Linked DNA regions of Zea mays: all the other regions are linked to region 2. The links are chromatin contacts, called in public Hi-C maps. All regions are on one chromosome and are shown on one strand. Each heading gives the region's core, a stretch centred on a gene start, on an enhancer-like site or on the middle of the called end of the contact. The rest is flanking DNA. Distances are from core to core; before and after follow the strand shown.

Region 1 (3,942 bases), core at 1,191-3,690, 160 kb before region 2:
ATACCTGTGACTGTAGGGTCTCTGTCTTACCCACCAAAAGCTCAATCTTCTCCCCGCGATCCAATATCTGACAAAAAAACAGGCATAGTCAGAAACTAATTTATATGGCAAAAGCATGAGGCAATACTCTCGATTAAGTTTAAAGACACAAGGAGCCATCACTGTCGATTTAAGTGCTTCTCCTGTTGAATGACAATTACGATGGGCCCTAAAGATAGATTGCTGAACCAGGACAGTCTAATTTACTAGCTATACTGGCAGGTGGAAGACTTGGGATAATAAGTACATAACCTTTAAAAATAATTTCGAGATACAACAATGGTATGTCTTGGTTTAAAATAGGAGGAAACTATTATTTGTTCAAACCATACCTATAACCTACTGAGCACAGACAGCACTAGATGTTCCATTAGTTATCCAAACTGTACCTAGTTACACCACCAATGTTCATGAACTGCTCCTTAATTCCTAAGTACTTTCATGTAAGGGATAGTCAGATTTAGCACACAATAATCTATCCCACAGGTGTGTGTTAACAATCTCTCTTCCGGTGTTAACAATCAATTTCAGAAGGGTCTATTCTCTTATTCCTGGCTACACCTGCATTTGCGGGATTTGGACGGAGCATTTCTTATCTCTTTACGCTTCAGTCAAACAACAGTGGAGCTTCGATCGTGGTCGTGTGTGTTTTCAATGCAAAAGGCGTCTGCGGATATTTAGAAACCTGGGTGTGTGGTGTGCGATGTGCGATTGTAAGAGCTCTTACCCCTTCTTAATTCAATGATACACAGCTCTCTTGCGTGTTCAACAAAGAAATAATCTATTCCACATAAACTTTTAAAAAACATCAGTCTCTACTCTAGCAAACTGTAGGCATATGCAATGGCCATCCTACTAAAGAACTTCAAGAACATATTGTCTCTACCAACTGGTTGCTCAAATACAACAGGAATAAATTATGCTCAAAATAGTACTGCCTCCGTTCTTTTTTATATGCCATATGAGCTTTGTCATAAGTCAAACATTACTATCTTTGACCCATCATTTAAAAAATTCTTAGTTTCACAATGTATGAATTATATATTATGAAAGTATTTATAATAGTAAACGTAAAACATAAATCTTATAATATGAATCTACATTATTTTTTCAAAACCAATGGTCAAACATACAAGTACTTGACTTAGGACAAAGCAAATACACCATCTAATAAATGTCATCGCTAAATATGTCATTCAAATAGAACAATGAGATAATGAGCAATTGAACATACAGAACAGCAGAGTTATGAGCCTTGTTTGTGCAATACTCCTAGTTGACGTTTGCTTGTAAAATTGAAATGCATGCAACATGATACCTCTATTGGTGGCAAACATTAAACTGAGGGCATACCTTCTCAATGTTGTCCATCATGATCCCTTTGACATCCGATAGGTGGGCTTTCACCTTGGAGAGCTTGTTAATTTCCTCTGGATGATTAACACAATACTGCATATGGTCCTTCAACCTCGGGCTACACCAACAAAACACAAGCACCGATGACATACCTCTTTCATTGCAGATAATACAAGTATATATGATCTAAATCGAACAACAATTTCGTACCCGAATTCACGGTCAAGGTTGTAGGCAATGCTGAACCGGTCTTCGAACAGAAAGTCATCCTCATCAGCATCATCAGCGAGCGGGTGCTGCCCCTCCTCATCGATACTGGACCCATACCGCTGCATGAAGTCTTCCCTAACCCTCTCTAGGAAGACGAAGGGGACGCTCCTCCCGGCCGCCTCATCGGCGACCACTAGGAACACTACATCAAACAGCATGTGTACAATGGTGCCAAGTCAACTCACGGTTCAACGCCGCACAGCGGAGGGCGCAAGCGAAGGAGGGACTGAAGGGGGGTAAAAAAAAAACACGGTACCGAAGCCGCGGTTGACGAGGAAGTTGAAGGTGTGGCCGTCACAGGAGTAGGTGGATCTGGTGCTGTTGGGGGGAAGCTTCTGGAGGCACTGGACGGCAACGGTGCTGAAGTTGCCGGAGAAGGCCGTGTGCTCCGCCAGCACGACGGAGCCCTTGGCCACGAAGCTGTAAATCAGCGCCTGCTTGCTGCTGTTCATGGCGCCCGCCGCAGAAGCCGCTGACGGGAAACCCTAGGACGTAATCCACCGCAGCAGGAATCAGCGCGCGAATTCACCAAGGAGAGGAAATAAACCAAGAGCAGAGTACCGATTCAATCGGATCTCAGGTCGGGAGAGGTCAAACTCCGAGCGGGATGAGAGGAGTGGATGGTTCCGGAGGATGCGAACCTGCGAGAAGCCTTTGCTTTGCCTCCTTCCTTGGGTTCCCGCGGCGGGTAGTTGAAGAAGAATTCGATCGAACAAGTTCTTGTGGTGGGGGGTTGTGGGGTGGGAATTAATCCAACTACAATCGTGTCTTTGGAGTTTGGAAGGGAAAACGGGTGGGGATTAATTCCGAGCCTAGTCGTTGCCTTCGTTGTGAGTTAATCGTGAAGTTACATGTTTACCCTTACCCCGTTAGAAGTGGAGCATGGGTATTTTAAACCCAAGTAACTAACGTGTTTTACGTATATAGGCGGGTATGATATAATTTATATACTCGCGTGCCCCGGGATGTTAATAGATAATAACCTTCCCGTTGGATAAACATGTATGAGTACCAGTGGGTACTATCCATACCCACATATTTGTGGGTAAAATATACTCGTATTATACCACTATTATTATCTAATAGAATTTATCTTAGCTTCAGCTATTATTTATTTAACTATAAAGTTATGTAATCACTAGTCGGTTGCCCGTGCGTTGCGACGGCTTACAACAATACTCACATAAACTATCCACTAAAAAGATCTCAAGATTTTTTATTGATTGTTTCTACTCTCCACATAATTTTTTTATTTGACTAAGCGAGTCGACATCGTGTTAAAGGAAAGACTATGTAGACAGCCGATGTCGAGCCATCGAATGGGTACCATAGGCAGCAAATCAGGGGTCCATCCCTCGCCTCCCCCACTTTCAAGGTTTTGTAGACCAGGAAGGGAAGGGAAGATGCAGTCATACATGTTCGTTGCCGGAGAAGGACACGACGAAAACATGGATATCTAGAGGCGACATAGGTAGTATACCGCTAGATACATATAGGGAGAGAGTACGCAAGCGGAGAAAGAAGCCCAGCCAGAGCAGCTCCAAACCGAGAGACACCCGCGCCAGGTGTCAGTCCGAAAAGGGCGAGAGAATGCGAGTGCCTTCTGTAGCATATGTCGACTGTTGTAGGCTTTGGTTGTCCAATATCTCAGATCTGGACTCGTCATCGCCAAGATAACCTAAGTGTGGCATGCACCATCGTGTCTTCGGTGACACGCACGAAGAAAAGCCAGGAGCAAGACCGACTCGTCCGTACCCGCGTCGACGAGCATCGGTCGGCTCGCGACTGCGACCGTGGGCGGGGGCAGCAGGTTGGGGACGAAGAACAGGGTGAAAGCCAGAAGACGAACGAGACATCCGACGACAGCGAATACGATGGTGCGTGCATGCTGTGAAACACCCTCGTGGACGTGCAATAGCCATTGCGCAGGTCGGTGTCAGGGTTGGTGTCGGACGAATACGGGGAGGAGGCGCCTGCTCCCATGCCCTCTGCCGAGAAAGCGTGGCGCGGAGGCAGAGGCATGAGTGGAGAGAGAAAAAGAAACAGGATGACGAACGAGGTGGCGGCAACTAAGGCGAGGACCATCATTATCGTGCGGATATATAGATGGCCAAATGGATCGTGTCTGGCGGGCTGGTCCGGGGCACAACCCATTTAATAGTGCCTGGGCCAGCCTGACACGATCGTCATGTCGTGTTTGGGCCGTATCCTCGGCCCGTAGTGCTGATCCGGCCCAACACGATTACATATTTTTTTTATTTTACAAAACTCGTATAT
Region 2 (3,925 bases), core at 1,121-3,620:
ATCCTGGTTCCCTGTGGGTATGGGTGGTGATCAAATCGACTATCATAAGGTTTCCGATATGATTGCTCTCCAGGGACCATGCTTACTCCGAGCTTATCTCGGAACGTCCTGGCTATTTCTTCCCTCACTATATCAATGGCAGCCGGTGCGAGACCACTGGCTCTCTGGTCAAACATAGGTGGGGTTGGCTGGATATTAGCATGTTGTCTTCCCCTATTGGTTTGAGCTATGTGGTGCATTACTATTTGCCCTATATGGCTCATAGGATTGACCGTTCCTTTCCGCCCTTCTAAGCAGGACCAGAAAGCTTTTCTAGGCTTGGGATTCTGTATTAATGGGCTGATGCATTGAATAATGTGATGAGAAGTGTTGCTGGGACGGGTGAGGATTCAGGTAACAATCCACCTCAAAAAACTCTGGGCCGGACCGTCCGGTTGGATACACGGACCGTTCGGCGGTATGTGCGGACTGTCCGGATATGTGCCCGGACCGTCCATGATTATATGCGGACCGTCTGTCGCTGTATGCAGACCGTCCGACTAGGTAGTTTAGATTCTGTGCAGTATGTTGTGGCTCGGGCGCATGTCTGGGTAATTCATTAAAAATGGGTCCGACCGTTGCTGGCCCGGACGGTCTGCGCTCACGTGCGGACGGTCCGACCATGTGCAGATCGACTGATTTACTGTCGATTTGTGGTTGCTCAGGGTATGTGTCCATCGACATCCCATAAAGGGCTTGTGACAGATCGTGACAACTTATAGCCGATGTATTACACGTGTTTCCCTCTAATTCAACCTCGTGCGGAGGAAAATTTGCAATAGTAGATTTATCAAATGCACGTACTAGCCTCCTATAATCATTTTGCATATCCCCTATGATATTTTGCATTTGTTCTCGCAGTTTATCTACATAATTCTTAAGAGATTGTAGCTCGTTTGTATTACTTACATTGGGGATGTTTGGTGTGGGTCGGAGCAAAGCCGGATCCGTCGCCCGTTGTCGAACGACTTTATTGTTCCTGTCCACCTTGAAGTTGGCCAGGAACTTTGCCTTTGCCTCTTGAATCAGTTGCTCCTTGTGCTCCTCGAACTGGAGCTGTTCGTCAGCCGGCAAGGTTTCCCAAGTCGGCTCTATAATGTTGCTGGGGGAGACTTCAGAACTATCTCTTGAACCGGCCATTGAGTGTCGATTTGATAGGTCTATATGTGTTATCCCCAGCGGAGTCGCCAAAAAGTGTGTTGGTGCCTTTTTCGGGCGCCAATCACTACACAAGAATCACGACAGTGCTCTATGCACAGGGGCGGACGGTTCGCGGCCAGGGGCCGGACGATCCTCGACCTGGCGCAGGGCTAGGGTTTCCTGCCTGGCGCCCGGACGGTCCGCGCGTGCGCAGGGAGCGGCGAAGGTCGCCGGTGACACCTGGATCTCGCTCCTGGGAGGGACCCCGTCGGGGAGGAGAGATCCTAGGTGATGTCTAGGCTCGGACAGACCGACCTAGACTCCTCTAATCGACGTAGAGTCGAAGAGAAACGAAGAATTTGGGGATTGAGAAGCTAAACTAGAACTACTCCTAATTGTACAGGAAATAAATGCGAGATAAAAGTGTTATTGATTCGATTGATACTTACAAATCGGACGTATTCCTCTGCTTTTATAGAGGAGGGGGCTGGACCCGTTACAAACAAACACCCGAGCTAATTCTGTGAATTTCGTCAACAAACACAGTAAGAAACTCGGAACCCTAATATGTTCTGCGCGGGCGGACCGTCCGGCCCCAGGACTGGACCGTCCGACCACCTATTTTGCGGCTCAACAATGTAGATACTGCACTTTAGCTTAGCTAAAAGACCAAAACAGTTCTGAGTTAAAAAAGAGATATGTCTTTTTTTATAGCTCGCTCACTATCTGGGTGTGCCACACTACCTGTAGTTTCGTGTTATACTGGGTTTGAGTGTTTACTTGTGGCACGCTATGCTGGTTGAAGAGAAAAACAGATTTACCCTAGGCTAATGTTTCAGAGGAGTATAGACATATAACGTGTCGTGGTCTACTGTAGATAAAAGAAAAGAAAATTTCTTTGTAGTGGGGATAAATTTCTTTGGATTACCGCGTACATTCATCAATAACTGAAGGGGTGGCAGTGAAAAGATGGCCGGAAAAGAAAGCTGCACGACGCAGGGATGCAGGCAGGGCAGTCCCAGCGCAGCGGACGGGGCAGTACAAAAAGCCCTCCCAAATCAATCAAAGCAGGCGCACGAGCCAAAGCGTAAAGGCAAAGCACCGTTAATTTCCCGCAAAAGGGAGGGGCCTATATACAAAAAGATCACCACTACTGTACTACGGCACCCCTTCCTCCCCCGCTCCCCCACCTCCGCTCCCGAAACCCTCGCCGCCGCCGCCGCCGCCGCCGACGCCGAAATCCTCGTCGCGGCGGCGATCACTGCTCCCCTCTATGATAGCGGCGCGTGAGGGCGGCGGAGCGCGGCCTGTCGCTCCCCGGTCCGCGTGCCCGGGGCGGCTCTGAGAGCCCAGAGCTCGTCTCGGTTCCCTGCCAAGCGCAGCCGAGCACCGCGCCGGCGCCGCGTGGCAGTTCAGGCCGTAGTCTGGGCGCTGTTCTGCTCTGGGTCTACTGGAGTGCGTTTGGGATTTTTTCGGTTCCTACTACATTCGGGGGCGCTGGTAAGTAATCCGAGCTTTCTTGGATGGACTTCCTTATTCAAAGATTGTGCTTTCTCGGTCAAGACCGATTCTTTCTTTCTTGGGCGCGCAAGAACGACATTGCTTCACACAATAAGGCTTCTGACTGGGTGCAGTTTGGTTTCCATGTGAACCCCCACATGTCCCACGCCAGGCCAGTCCCTGCTCCAAATCTTTTCTGTTTTCTATCTCGCTAGTGCCTTCCTGTTTGTTCTCTTGGCAAGCCTAGGAACTGATCGGTCAATGCAAAATTTCACAGAAAATAAGGCGTCTCTCTTTCATGGGGCAGCCAGGGATGGATTCTGTTCCAGGGAAGGAGAACAACGGCATTGCCCCTAACCTCAATGGGGTCGTGTCTCCAGCGAAGCAGCAGCTGGAGGGGAAGGAAGCGATGCGGTATGCAAACATCCTCCGGTCGCGCAATAAGTTTGCTGACGCGATCAACCTGTACACCATTGTTCTCGAGAAGGATGGCACCAATGTGGAGGCCCTTATCGGGAAAGGGATTTGCCTCCAGGCGCAGAACCTACCAAGACAGGCCATTGAGTGCTTTACAGAAGCTGTCAAAATCGAGCCAGGAAATGCGTCTGCTCTTACACATTGTGGGATGATTTACAAAGATGAGGGTCACTTGGTTGAAGCAGCTGAGGTACTTGCGGGTCTCATCATGTGCATTTCCTATTCTATCTGAGTATCTATTGTGTTACTGTTCTTTTGAATTGCAACAAGTGATAGAAAAGTATAAACCTTGTCTGCAACATGTTAGTGCTATGAATGGCAGACTTGATGGAACATTATATACACTTTATGTGATTTTAAAGGCAAATGTGCCAATTCTAGACTTAATTACTATAGTCCTCTAAATTTATGCCATTATCTTGTTTGTACCTTAACTCTGTTCTTTTCTTCCATGTCGGCCTAATTAAATGTATTAACATTATCATATTACAAAAAATATCAACCTGCTGCTCTTACAGTTCATGTTTGTTTCTTATATTTGCTTCCTAAATGTCTGATTAAAATTTATAAAAAAAAATGGGACAGGCATATCAAAAAGCTAGGATGGCTGATCCTTCCTACAAACCTGCTTCGGAATTTCTTGCTATTGTGTTGACTGATCTTGGAACTAGCTTGAAGCTTGCGGGTAATACAGAGGAGGGGATTCAAAAATATTGTGAAGCTCTGGAAGTAGACAACCACTATGCGGTACCATCATCACAGCAGCTTG
Region 3 (4,000 bases), core at 116-2,615, 200 kb after region 2:
ATCAGCAACAGACTGCACGAGCTTGCAAGGGGAATCATTAGAGCCTGCGAACGATCCAATGTAATGGAAGCCTCTGAAAAATCCAAGTTTCTCTCCATCTCCTTGCCATAGTCCAGAGCTCGTGATGCTGATGCATAGGCCACAGAAATGGCTGTGGCAATGAGGGCAACTGATGCCGGGTCGAGCAAGTAGGTCAGCTTCCACAAGGATTCCATCCTATGGAAAACTAATAGCAGTCCACTCTTATTCTATGTTTTGACTTACGCAGATATCTTCCACCTGCCATACCAAAACATCAAACAACAAGCATCAGGATAGCTAATATACATATGACGCACAATTAACCCTTCCGATTTCTTTATTGCTTCCTTCCTATTAATCATTGTGAAACCTACCTAAACAAAGCACTCTAGTATGAGGAGAAAGATTGGCTTTGCAGCAAGGATGAGAAATTTACTGAAAATTTAACTCTCTGGTAATAAAATTCAGCGTGGGGACATAGGGGTTCGGTATTTTTATTTGGCAAAAAATAAACAGCATCTGGTGCAATTTTTTAATGGTAATCATACAGCATGATACAACAGAAGCGTTCGAACCTGGTGGATGCGCCGCACCTTGGGTAGTCCAATGGAGGGCGGACAACCCAGACGGATCTTACGCAAGCTGAGGAACCTGTTGGACCTATGGATGGATTAGAATAATACTACAACAAATACGATACGAAATAGACATGACCGGCAAGGTAAAGAATTTGGGAAGAGAGAAAGGAATTTTCCCCAGAACAAAACAAACTACTGGAAGAAGGGAACCTATCCTACCTAGAAGGGAAGTTTTGAGTTCCTCACCGAAGAAGGAAGAAATAAATCTAATTTTCGTTGGATCTCCACGTCTTCCCACGTCACGGCACTGTGCAAAACCAGTAGAGGCGGCGCAGGGGAAAGGTTAGGCCTGGCAGAAAAGACTTATGTGGTTGAGTGGAAGTAGGCGTGCGAGATGGCCGTCGTGGTCAGACGAAGAGGATCGGTCTGCCTGGGGTTGACTAGAGGTGGGATCGGAGTCAGCGGCCGGCTGCGGCTTCCCTCTTACGGTCGTTTCCGCCTGGCTGGCCGGATGGGGTGTGGGCGGCTGGCCGGCCTTTCCGCCCCTGGGTTAGCCGCGGGGGCGGCCGAGCCAGGAGGCTGGCGGCGCGCCGGGGGGCCCTTGCGGATTGCGCTTGCGCCAGTGGATGTCGCGCCGCGTGGGCGGCTGCTAGGTTGCGCCTCGGCACTGTCGAGGGACGGTCGGACGGAGGGAGAAGAACGGGGTTGGGGGATGGCGGATGGCCGGATGGGGGCCGATGAAAATCGGACGCATACAGGGTATCATATCCTAATCTGTACTAACTATTAACACCTCAGTGTAGACTGGCCCCGCCAAACAACAACCCGCACGCGTCCGTGATACGCCCGCCGCGAACCCGCCGAAACCTGCCCGCCGCGAACCTCCTGCCGCTGCAATTCGCCCATCCGCCGCGAATCCGCTCCCACAACCCGCAACGCCCGCCATTTCCTCCGCCTTTCCTTCTGCCTCTCCCGCATGTGCTCCCTCCCCACGCCCCGTCTCGCACTCTCGCCACACCTCACCGCCGACGGAGGAGCAGCAGGGGGAGACCGGATTGGAGGGCCCGCAGGAGGCGGAGCCCATGATGCCTACGTCCGTGGGGAACCAGCTGCAGCGGCTGGTCGAGTGCCCGCCAACGCCGCGGAAGCCGATGTGTGCGCCTCCGCTGCCGTCGACGCCCGCCAACAAGCGCAGCAGAATTTCGTGGCGCAAGGGTTCTTCTCCGACGACTTGCGGCGTCCTTCGGCGCTTCCTCGGCGCTCGTTGATCGCTGATGAACGGCTGTCGATCGGCTTGGGTGGCGGTAGACTTCGGGTCCTTCACCTGTTCGACGAAAGGCGTGTCCGAATTTTCTTCCAGATCGAAACTGTGGTGCTCTGGTTTCGCAAGCGTATGATGGCTCAGTTGGATTTGTTTGAGTCCGATTTGGTGCCGGGCTGGCGGCGCAGTTCCTTGGGCGAGCCACGACATCGGCTCACGGCGAGGCACGCTACGACGGGAATGGCGACATCTTCGATGAGCAGCCCGTCTTTGACGAGGGGCCTGTGTTCGTTGAGGAGCCTCTCATCGATCTAGAGTCGAGCGGCTTCGAGAGCTGTGCGCCCTTCAACTGTTCTTTGTATTGCTTGAGTCATGTCGTCAATGTTATGGCATCGAAGGTTGCTACCCTGGACGAGGTGCCTCCTGCTGCTGTGATTTGGGGTGGAGACTCGCTGGATGGACATGGCTTGCAAGGTGTTTCGTTGGAGAAGTTAGTTGAGATGCCATTTCAAGATGAGCAGTCGAGGGTGAATCCAGTGGGGTCAATTGGAGCTGCAGATGAAGTGTTCGATGAATTGTCTGAAGATGTGATTTGTAATGAGAACATGCTACATGACTTCAATTCACATAATGATTTGCGGCAACAATTAGCTAATGATAAAGTGTTCCATGCAAGGTCTGGCAATGAGATCCGGGATGAGGAAACTGGACATGATGATTTGTTGGATCAGCTAGCATCAAATGGGACTGATGTCTCAGCCAGTGAGCAACATTGTTTTGCTGTATCTGATGACTCTTCTTAGGAATGCACTAGAGCTCAAGCTGAAATAATAGAAGAAGAAAAGCCACCAAAAGCATATGAGAATCATGTTCTTGATGACAGACAGCTTCAGCCTCCTGTTCTAGAAGCGTCTCCTGCTTGCAGTACATTTGAAATGCATAATGTCATGTGTTGGGGGTATGCTTCGTCGTCGAAGATCCTGAAAGAGGAGATACCTTCAACAGATCCTCTCAAAAGCAGTGCCGAAGCCACCATCCATGAAGCTTCGGCATAGTAACATGCCTCAAGACGAAGGATCGCACCGACTTAAAGATAAAATAGCCGATCAGTCCATGAGAGCCTGTGTCATAGTTGTAATCTTTTGTAAAGGACATGAATGTAATATCTCACAGGCTGCGCCATATGACTATAAATAGATGAACAGTACCCCCGTACTGTTCACGCTGATTTGTATTTGCTCGCACGTCACGCTTGGATCTTTGCTTTCTGTCGAGCCGAAGGTATAAATGTAATTCGATATTGTTCATGTTTGTTCATAATAATATAATTTGAGGATATTAATGATGCCATATGATTATTTATGTTATTTCTCATGTTTTATATGCTTCTTCCTTCATTAATATGTGTTGAAATGTCGAAGGTATGTCCTTCACGCCCTTCGTCTGAAGATCTTTATATCCTAAGAGATATAATGCTTCGAAGAACGAAGGGTTCTAACTATTAATCCTTTTATGTTGCCTTGTTCTTAATTCATAGCATTTGAGAACAAGTCCCTAACATTGGCGCCCACCTCCGGTGAACTCACTTCCACTGATTGAGCTGATAGCTTCGTCCAACAAGCAAGTTGAAGCTGCTTCGGCTACAAAGCTAGTGCTCCTGATAACAGGCAGTTCATGCTCAGAGCCAGCTAACAAGAAGCAGAAGAAGGAGGCTCAGAGAAGAGTACAACATGTTGGGGTGCAGGGACCCTTCATCAAGACAAAATGGTCCCACATCCCAATCACCTTCTCCCAGGAGGACCTTCAACTCAAGGATTATCCTCATAATGATGCTATGGTCATATCTTGTGTCATCAAGGGATTTTTGGTCCATAATGTTTTGGTTGATACAGGCAGTGCAGCTGACATCATATTTGCTAAGGCCTTCAGACAGATCCAAGAGCCAGAGGACAAGATTCATGATGCTACACACCCTCTTTGTGGCTTCGGAGGAAGGCAGATTGTAGCACTTGGAAAGATCACAATGCCAGTGACCTTTGGATTTGTCCACAATATAAGGACTGAGCAGGTTGTGTTTGATATTGTTGACATGGAATATCCCTACAATGCAATCATTGGTCGAGGAACACTTAATGCTTTT

Evidence for each region. A called contact is a pair of places that touch in the nucleus more often than the background predicts.
Region 1: a contact with region 2 is called in a Hi-C map of leaf, with 5 times the contacts expected there. The contact joins the promoter of LOC100216858 here to the promoter of LOC100191509 in region 2. A contact is called at or near these places in 2 of 25 Hi-C or Micro-C datasets (ear and leaf).
Region 3: a contact with region 2 is called in a Hi-C map of ear, with 2.1 times the contacts expected there. The contact joins the promoter of LOC100284858 here to the promoter of LOC100191509 in region 2. A contact is called at or near these places in 4 of 25 Hi-C or Micro-C datasets (ear, endosperm, leaf and 1 more).

What each region holds. Positions count from the first base shown.
Region 1 is chr1:209,452,946-209,456,887 of Zm-B73-REFERENCE-NAM-5.0, reverse strand. It overlaps LOC100216858 (putative vesicle-associated membrane protein family protein), which reads right to left and starts at 2,440. Exons shown (of 5, transcript NM_001143249.1): 1 at 1,922-2,440; 2 at 1,606-1,807; 3 at 1,393-1,513; 4 at 5-67. The coding sequence starts at 2,117.
Region 2 is chr1:209,296,849-209,300,773 of Zm-B73-REFERENCE-NAM-5.0, reverse strand. It overlaps LOC100191509, which reads left to right and starts at 2,370. Exons shown (of 18, transcript NM_001365493.1): 1 at 2,370-2,679; 2 at 2,957-3,346; 3 at 3,742-3,903. The coding sequence starts at 2,978.
Region 3 is chr1:209,091,710-209,095,709 of Zm-B73-REFERENCE-NAM-5.0, reverse strand. LOC100284858 (signal peptide peptidase-like 3) reads right to left here and starts at 1,365. Exons shown (of 5, transcript NM_001413147.1): 1 at 846-1,365; 2 at 597-681; 3 at 1-279. The coding sequence starts at 215.